Regions from separate parts of the Drosophila melanogaster genome. Here region 2 is linked to region 1. The links are chromatin contacts, called in public HiChIP or PLAC-seq maps. All regions are on one chromosome and are shown on one strand. The core of a region is the stretch at or near the end of the contact, and the rest is flanking DNA. Distances in the headings are between cores, read along the strand shown.

Evidence for each region. HiChIP or PLAC-seq counts read pairs in DNA pulled down with a chosen protein or histone mark.
Region 2: a contact with region 1 is called in a POLR2A S2P HiChIP or PLAC-seq map of the Kc167 cell line, with 2.7 times the contacts expected there. The contact joins the promoter of CG3198 here to the promoter of dx in region 1. A contact is called at or near these places in 11 of 107 Hi-C or Micro-C datasets (the D17-c3 cell line, the Kc167 cell line, the S2 cell line and 4 more) and 2 of 6 datasets of contacts at active chromatin or transcription factors (both in the Kc167 cell line).

The regions. Positions count from the first base shown.
Region 1 is chrX:6,532,197-6,536,883 of dm6, forward strand. dx (deltex) reads left to right here and starts at 1,803. Exons shown (of 4, transcript NM_078509.3): 1 at 1,803-2,705; 2 at 3,325-4,608; 3 at 4,671-4,687. The coding sequence starts at 2,217. RpL7A (Ribosomal protein L7A) reads right to left here and starts at 1,152. Exons shown (of 6, transcript NM_167073.3): 1 at 1,034-1,152; 2 at 928-965; 3 at 294-349; 4 at 102-225; 5 at 1-9. The coding sequence starts at 308.
Region 2 is chrX:6,671,048-6,675,543 of dm6, forward strand. CG3198 reads right to left here and starts at 2,926. Exons shown (of 4, transcript NM_132109.2): 1 at 2,590-2,926; 2 at 1,573-2,516; 3 at 1,215-1,288; 4 at 1-1,132. The coding sequence starts at 2,691. The coding sequence ends at 936. It overlaps Mcm6 (Minichromosome maintenance 6), which reads left to right and starts at 3,340. Exons shown (of 1, transcript NM_078510.3): 1 at 3,340-4,496. The coding sequence starts at 3,459.

The sequences.
Region 1 (4,687 bases), core at 553-3,052:
CATTCTGGCCTGCAAAGTGAGAGAATATGTATACATTTAGCTAATATGTAAGAAATTCCGCTGCAATATTCATATATATAGAATATGTTTTGTGCACTTACCGATTCCGAAGTTCTTGGGACGCTTCTCGAACAGCTGGTTAACAACCTTCTTGACCACGGGCTTCTTGACAGCCAGAGGAGCGGGAGCCACCTTCTTGGTCACTGGCTTCTTCTTTGGCCTGGGCTGTAAACGCAATGAAAACACGCATTAGGTTAATTCGAGTTAACAGCAAATTTACGCCGATAACTCACCTTCTTGACAACCATTTTCAAGCGGTTTTAAAGTTTGCTACCGAAATAAGCAGTTGCTAAAAAAGAATTAGCACATTAATACGTTTTAAACTTGGTAAAGTTAATGGGAAAACACGCAAAACTTCGGCGACCAGCAAAACACGTGCATGAAAAATGTAAGTACGGAAAGAAAAAAAAAACCATGTTGCTTGCGTGTGTGTGTGTGTGTGTGTGTGATAATTGGGTATAAACAACACACGTTTTTTCGCAGATTTTCCGAAGAAATCTACTCCGTTTTCATTAAATTGAAGAAATATTACTTTCATTTTGATAACTTTGAAGTTTTAAGGTTTCTTTAACAACACTTCTACACACACACTCCATACACCTGCACCAACACATGCACAAAAACATGCCGCAACGCACATTTTTGTTCAAATGGGTTGGAATTTGGCAATTTCACTACAAAAAAAAAAAAGGTTTTCGGAGTATACTGCGTACTTCACGTGTTGTTTACACTTTGTTCTTTTAAGTGGCACATTTAAATCCGGCTTTGGAAGCCCACAGAAAAAAAATTATACAAAAAATTTGGTTTTGCACACATTTTCGCCGGCCGCGTAGTTTTTGGGTGAATTTCTGGAATTGTGAGCTTTACCTGTGATAAGCACGACCACGAACGTATCGAAATACTCGCTGAAAGTAAATAAAATATTGGTTTTTAGCACAAAATTCAGGACTGCTCGCTAGGCACATGCACTCACCGGAAACGTGGAACGAAAAAGAAAGGAAGTGGCAGTTCCAATGTTGGAAATCGAGTAGATTCGATCTGACCGTGCCACATTTGCACCGAAACGCCAAAAGAAGCGATATACCGAGGTGAGAGGCTATGCTTATTCTTAGCAGAGACTCGCTCCATTTATGTTTTAAAAATTTTAAGGTACATCAGATAAGTTAAAAAACAATGTTATTTAAGCGTAACTTCTTTTTTAATAGGCCAGCGCTTGAAAACGAATCAAATCGTGGTCAGAATACCTTTCGTTTAAATAAAAATAATATATCTAACATTCCATCCTATCTAGGACATACACCACAAATGTGATCGTTACAGCAAAGACATGCTCAAATTATGAATTTCTTAAAAGTGACCGATTTGTATTACCGAAAATCTTGAAAAGAAATACTAAATAGAAAGAAACTTTGGAAGCAGCCAGTGTTGGAGGTCGCGTTGCTTAAGAAAAGTAGCTTAAACTTGCCAAAGTAAATAAAAAATATTGAAATTAATATCAAGTAAAATCATTGCAAGTTCTTATTTTTTTCATTTCAATATAGAATTCAATTACACATATATTAATTGATTAATTAACAAGCTAAAAATAGTATCTGTTTATATTCAAGTGCAAGAAAAGAAAATAAAAAATATTAAACATTTAGCTAGATCTAGCTAGCAACCAGTTATGCCAACCCTGAAACTACCGAATCCAACTGGTGGCTGCAGATGCAGTGCGGTATTTTCATCCGGCCTTATTTAGCCATTTTCCGCTGTTGTCTCTCATTAAATCGCTGTCCAACAATAAAAATTTCTCGCCTGCGCTTGCGCTAAATGCTAGAAAAACTGTTTTTACCATCAAACGTGAATTCTTAAGCTGCGCCTAAACGAAACCGAGTGACTAAAGAACCAGAACGAAAACTTCGGGAAAATGGAAGCCAGGGAAAATCAGGGATAACTAACGCTGGCAGCGGGTCCACCATTTTTAATTTCTTTGTTTATTTTGTGCCCATCTTCGCGAGCGAGCGAGATAGCGCGACAGCAACAGCAAGAGAGAGCGAGAGAGAGAGAGTGAGTGAGTGAGAGCTAGTGAAGAGAGCGCAGGAGGAGTTGGATATGGAAATGGGCATGGATATGGCAATGGGCTCACTCCACGGATAACGGATCAACTGCAAGCAATGGCCAGCAGCGCCGGAAGTGCGGCATCCGGATCCGTTGTTCCCGGTGGCGGAGGTAGCGCCGCCTCCAGTTGTGCCACCATGGCCCTGTCCACCGCCGGATCCGGTGGGCCGCCCGTGAACCACGCCCACGCCGTCTGCGTGTGGGAGTTCGAGTCGCGCGGCAAGTGGCTGCCCTATTCGCCGGCGGTGTCGCAGCACTTGGAACGCGCCCACGCCAAGAAACTGACGCGCGTCATGCTGAGCGATGCGGATCCCAGCCTGGAGCAGTACTACGTCAACGTGCGCACAATGACCCAGGAATCGGAGGCGGAAACGGCCGGCTCCGGCCTGCTGACCATCGGTGTTCGGCGCATGTTCTACGCACCCAGCTCGCCGGCGGGCAAGGGCACCAAGTGGGAGTGGTCGGGCGGCAGTGCCGATAGCAACAACGACTGGCGGCCCTACAACATGCACGTCCAGTGCATCATCGAGGACGCCTGGGCGAGGGTGAGTGCCGTGCAGAATCGAATGTTTTCCCATTGGCAGTCTAGTTGGAATTTTGAGTTGCTCAGGAATTTTTTTATCGGGAGAATATATGGGGAATCTTAAAAGAGTGTGGGTTTACCACTGATCCTGAAGAATTGGCTAAGGATGCACCAGTCTGTGATGTGTCCATAGGTGTTTAAATAGTACATATAAGCCAAATTCCACAGTTCACATCTCAGCCAAAAAACGTAGTAGATCGAAGAAGTGTACCTTTTTGAATTTCTGATGCTTAGACAAATAAATCTGCATTTAAATTTTTTAGCTAAAATCAAATTAATTTTTTTTTCAAAAATTTCCATTTTTGCAACCTCAAAATGGGACAAAAAAATTGAAAAAAAATTTAATTTTCACTTTTGTAAAAGTTTGAATACAGAAACTTTCTGCTTTAAAAATAATGACTATTAAAATCATTCGCACTTAAATCGCTGGAGTTTTGGCTGAGTTATGGTATTATGATCAAATTTTAGGGGCTATATAAATTTATTCTTCTTCTTGCACAAAGTCCAACTGCAACCGCATATCAATCAATCAATATCATCAATTATAGATTGTAACATAACTTATTCCTACTCCCTTGCAGGGCGAACAAACCTTGGACCTGTGCAACACCCACATCGGCCTGCCGTACACCATTAACTTTTGCAATCTCACCCAGCTGCGCCAACCCAGCGGACCCATGCGCAGCATTCGGCGTACCCAACAGGCGCCGTATCCCTTGGTGAAACTAACGCCACAACAGGCCAACCAACTCAAGTCGAATTCCGCCAGCGTGAGCAGCCAGTACAACACTCTACCCAAACTGGGAGACACCAAGAGCCTGCACAGAGTGCCCATGACCAGGCAACAGCACCCATTGCCCACCAGCCATCAAGTGCAGCAGCAGCAGCATCAGCACCAGCATCAACAGCAGCAGCAGCAGCAACATCATCACCAGCATCAGCAACAACAGCATCAGCAACAGCAGCAACATCAGATGCAGCACCATCAAATCCATCATCAGACGGCGCCCAGGAAGCCGCCCAAGAAGCACAGCGAGATCTCCACCACCAATCTACGCCAGATACTCAACAACCTAAACATCTTCAGCAGCAGCACTAAGCACCAATCGAACATGTCGACGGCGGCCAGTGCCAGTTCATCCTCCTCATCGGCCTCGCTGCACCATGCCAACCATCTGTCGCATGCGCACTTTTCGCACGCCAAGAACATGCTGACTGCCTCGATGAACAGTCATCATAGTCGCTGCTCGGAGGGATCGCTGCAGTCGCAAAGGAGCAGCCGGATGGGCTCGCATCGCTCGAGATCGCGTACGCGGACCTCGGACACGGACACGAACAGTGTGAAATCGCATCGGCGGAGACCCAGTGTGGACACTGTGTCCACTTACCTCAGCCACGAGAGCAAGGAGAGCCTGCGCAGCAGGAACTTTGCCATTTCGGTCAATGATCTGCTGGACTGCTCGCTTGGCAGCGATGAAGTTTTTGTGCCCTCGCTGCCGCCATCGTCGCTGGGCGAAAGGGCGCCGGTGCCGCCGCCATTACCACTGCATCCGCGACAGCAACAGCAGCAGCAACAACAGCAACAGCAGCTGCAGATGCAACAGCAGCAACAGGCGCAGCAGCAGCAGCAGCAATCAATCGCCGGTTCGATTGTGGGCGTGGACCCGGCCAGCGATATGATATCGCGTTTTGTCAAGGTGGTGGAGCCACCGCTGTGGCCCAATGCCCAGCCCTGTCCCATGTGCATGGAGGAGCTGGTGCACTCCGCCCAGAATCCGGCCATTTCGCTGAGTCGCTGCCAGCATCTCATGCATTTGCAGTGCCTCAATGGGATGATAATTGCCCAGCAAAACGAAATGAACAAGGTGAGCACGCGAAAGCGATGCCAATTAGAAAGAGAAAGTTTATTTAAATTTCATTCCCCTAGAACCTTTTCATCGAGTG
Region 2 (4,496 bases), core at 1,676-4,175, 140 kb after region 1:
TTGTTTTTATATTTCATAGTTAACTAATTTTAAGACTAAACCATAAACTTCACTATTCATTCTGCAACTCCCTCAATATTTGTTTAACCAAATAACCATTGAGTATATTAATTGGGCAAAAAGAAAACTGTCGAAGGTACAAACTTTAAAAATAATCCTGCACAAAATTGAATACTACAACGTTAGGTTAAAAGTGCCTGTGGTGCTTGACTAAAAAAACTAAAAGAGTTAAACATATTTTTTGATCGAAAGGACGTAGGTCCGTCTGTCCGTTTCGAAGAACTGGTGGACCTTGGTGAAATCCTCGCCCGGATCTCAACCCAACTGGGTACACACACACATATTGAGGGGACACGCGCGCGCGTGTGTGTGTGTGTGTGTGTGTGTACACAGATATATAGATCGTATATACGAGAGTAGAGTAATGATACGAAAACGAGTATGTCTACAGAATGTGAAGGGGCACAATGGCGCCCGAGTGTTATATATTCTTTTTTTTTACGGGCTTATTAAGTGTTGGACTCACCTCAGCGCAATTGATACTGCCAGCTCAGATACTGTTTTATCTAACTGTTTTCTGATACATATTATTATTATAATTTTTTTTTTTTTTTGGAAATTGTGTTAATGATTTTTTTTTTTCTATTGGGATACCTCGATGCTGCCGCCCGTGGCCACGGCAGCTGGTGCTTACGGATTGCGAATTGCTGATTTGCGAACCACATAAGACGAAGACTGAAGATCGCAGATGGTCGAGAGATTGGGTTCGTTTTGAACTTGATCATATTTAGTTGTTGTACACTTGCGGTATGGGGCTTTGGAAACTGGAAGTGCTCCGGACTTTCGGATTATTTACTTGTGTTCTTGGTTTGCTATTCACTTGGTTTCTATTGTGTTTATCTTTTCTTTTTCTTTTTCTTTTTTTTTTTTGGTCTCTAGTAGCGACTGCGACTCCGGCTGCGGCAATGTCGCTCGCGGCTGTCATGGCGGTAGTGATTATGGTTGTGATTATGATGGCTCCGGTTGCTCCGACTGCTTCCACCACCTCCTCCGCCGCCAACTCCTACACCGCCGCCACCACCGCCACTGCGCGAATACGAGTGATGGGAGCTGTGGTGCGATTTATGGTGATCTGGAATGGAAATACAGTAGTTCAGTAAACGTTCGAGTGCCGTGTGCAAGTGCAAAACGAATTTGGGGGGGTGAGAACTTACGGTGACGTCGATCCGAGGGCTGGCGATTCTGAACATAGTCGCGACTTCGCTCGCGGTACTCACTGCGTGGCTCGCTAAAGGATTAAACGAATGGAAGATGCTCACATTAGATATAAGATCATCATAGTTCGTTAACTAAAACATTGTCTATAGGATACCATGACATCGCATAGTTTTCTCGTTTCGTGCAGTAACCAAGTAATGAAATAAACTCGAAAGTAATTGAACAGCATTACTCATCGTCACATTGAGGGCATTCTGCCAATTATTTTTTTTTTGAGAACGAACTTATTTTTGTTTTGTGATCTTTTGCCAGGTGCGCATATAGGATAGGATACAGGGTTCGTCGAGACCTTACCGTCTGCTATCGTAGGAGTGGAAGCGCTGCACTCGACCCTCACGTCGACGTCGTTCCTCCTGCTCGCGCTCCTTCTGTCGCGCCTCGTTGATCTCGGCGACGGCGTTGCGCAGTTTGGAGTAGCCCAGATGCTGTTTACCCATCAAATGGTCCTCGATCCGCTGCTGTGCATCGCCGACTATCAGGAAAGCGCCACAGATTTCGCACACCTTCATTTGTTTCTCGGGCATGGCATCATGCGACCAGCCAGCCGCCTTGCTATCCGTCTTCTCTGACGTTTTGTCCTCGCTGGCTGCACCAGCTGCTTCACCGGCATCGTCAGTCGTTGTGACAGCTGCTTGTGCGGAACTTGGAGCTGCATCCGGCGCTTCATCTAGCGTGGTGGCGGCTGGAAGAGGAGTAGTTGGACTTTCTTCGCTGGGATTTGTGACCGGACTGCTGCGCGGGTGATGCTGCAGCTCGTCCTCCGCTGACTTGGTCAGGCTGATGCTGCTGATGGCCTTGTGATGGGCCTCGTATTGCTGTACCAACTGTTCCTTCTCCTCCTTGAGCTCCTCGCACACGGTCATTAGATCTTGGGCCTGGTCCACGTCACCCCGAATGCCGGCTTCCTCTGCCTCAGAGAGCAGCTTATTGATCCGGGCCGTCAGATTCGCAAGCTGCTCCTGGTGCCTGCTCAGTGGCGCCGGTACATTGGGCTGATCCCTTTGCATTAGCAGCAAACGCTGTTTTCCCTTCTGGATCTTTCGATCCACATCGTGCAGCATAACATTGCAAAAGCGCAGGAATTCATCCTCGTACTGACGCTTCCGCTGCGAGGGTCGAGCATCCTCGTAGAGATGTCGGGCTTCCTCGTCGTGGATGCGGGCACAGGGGCCCAGATCTGCGCGCGTATTTATGAATAGATCGTGCGGACAGAACTTAACGTTGTAGAACTGACAGAACTGCGGACAAAAAAAAAAACCCCCATTATTTTGGAGGTGGCTCTTTGGCGCGCCACATCCTGAGCGTACTCACCTCCGGATCCTCCCAATTGACCTTGGCGCCCGCCTCCGAGGGATGCAGGTTGCGATTCCTGCCCATCAGCTCGTCGAGCATCTGCCTGGCGGCGTCCACCATTTTCCGGGGCTCCTTCGCAATTTGTGGGGACAAAACTCCGAAGGGGGCGGTGGTCCCAGTGAATCAAATGAATCCAATGGTACCACACCGACTTCTATGGCCACAACGGTGCCGGCGAACAGGTGAACACACGTGCAACGCTGTGCTCCTGCTGTTTAGCCAAAAAATTAGCCAAAATAGAATCAATAAAATTATTTCACGAAATTCGCGTGGTATCGATTATTTCGGAATAAGCCTATCGGTGCACAGCGTTCCGCGACATGAGTGGGCGAACTATCGGTCTTAAAAACGTACTAAATTCTATAAGTTCATAAAATAAACAACTTAAGTTGAATGTTTTAATACTTTACTCGTATAAAATTATTCTTATAATTCATGTCATTCATCTCTTGGATTATTAAGTTATCCGATTAAGTTATTAAAACAACGTATCTCAATCAACTTTTGGACTATTTGATCTATTCAAAAAATTCGAAAACTACTTGTTGATTAGCAAGGGCAAGAAATTTAAGTAAGCTTTCAGCAATTAAAAAAATATATATTTTTATATATATTTGAACTAATAAATTAATGTGACCGTAAGACATGTTTACCTTTGCTCTTGAATAGCTGGCATCCCTGCGCACGAGCGTTGCCACCCCCAAGCAACTGTCAGAAAAAGGCGCCAAAACCGAGCAAAGCACGCAGCTGTAAACATTCGCAAGAAACGAAAGCAATCTCGGAATTTAGCGCGCAATTCACCAGTTTGAAGCAAGAAGTGACCCAAAATGGATGTGGCAGATGCTCAGGTTGGCCAGCTGCGCGTAAAAGACGAGGTGGGCATTCGGGCCCAGAAGTTGTTTCAGGATTTCCTCGAGGAATTCAAGGAGGATGGCGAGATCAAGTACACGCGCCCAGCCGCCAGCTTGGAATCCCCGGATCGCTGCACCCTGGAGGTCAGCTTCGAGGATGTGGAGAAATACGATCAGAATCTGGCCACCGCCATTATCGAGGAGTACTACCACATCTATCCGTTCCTTTGCCAATCCGTTTCGAACTACGTTAAGGACCGGATTGGACTGAAGACCCAGAAGGATTGCTATGTGGCCTTCACGGAGGTGCCGACGCGTCACAAGGTTCGCGATCTGACCACCTCCAAAATCGGCACCCTCATCCGCATCTCCGGCCAGGTGGTGCGCACCCATCCCGTACATCCGGAGCTTGTTTCCGGCGTCTTCATGTGCCTCGATTGCCAGACGGAAATTCGGAACGTAGAGCAGCAGTTCAAGTTCACCAATCCCACCATTTGCCGCAATCCCGTGTGCTCCAATCGCAAGCGTTTCATGCTGGATGTGGAGAAGAGTCTGTTCTTGGACTTTCAAAAGATTCGCATCCAGGAGACGCAAGCCGAGCTGCCGCGTGGCTGTATTCCCCGCGCGGTGGAGATTATCCTGCGCTCGGAGCTGGTGGAGACCGTTCAGGCTGGCGATCGCTATGATTTCACGGGCACTCTGATTGTGGTGCCCGATGTGAGTGTCCTGGCCGGAGTGGGCACACGGGCGGAGAACAGTTCACGCCACAAGCCCGGCGAGGGCATGGATGGCGTCACTGGCCTAAAGGCACTGGGCATGCGAGAGCTCAACTATCGGATGGCCTTCCTTGCCTGCAGTGTTCAGGCAACGACAGCACGTTTTGGCGGCACCGATCTGCCCATGTCGGAGGTGACAGCCGAGGATATGAAGAAGCAGATGACAGATGCCGAGTGGCACAAGATCTATGAGATGTCCAAGGATCGCAATCTCTACCAGAATCTAATTAGCAGCCTC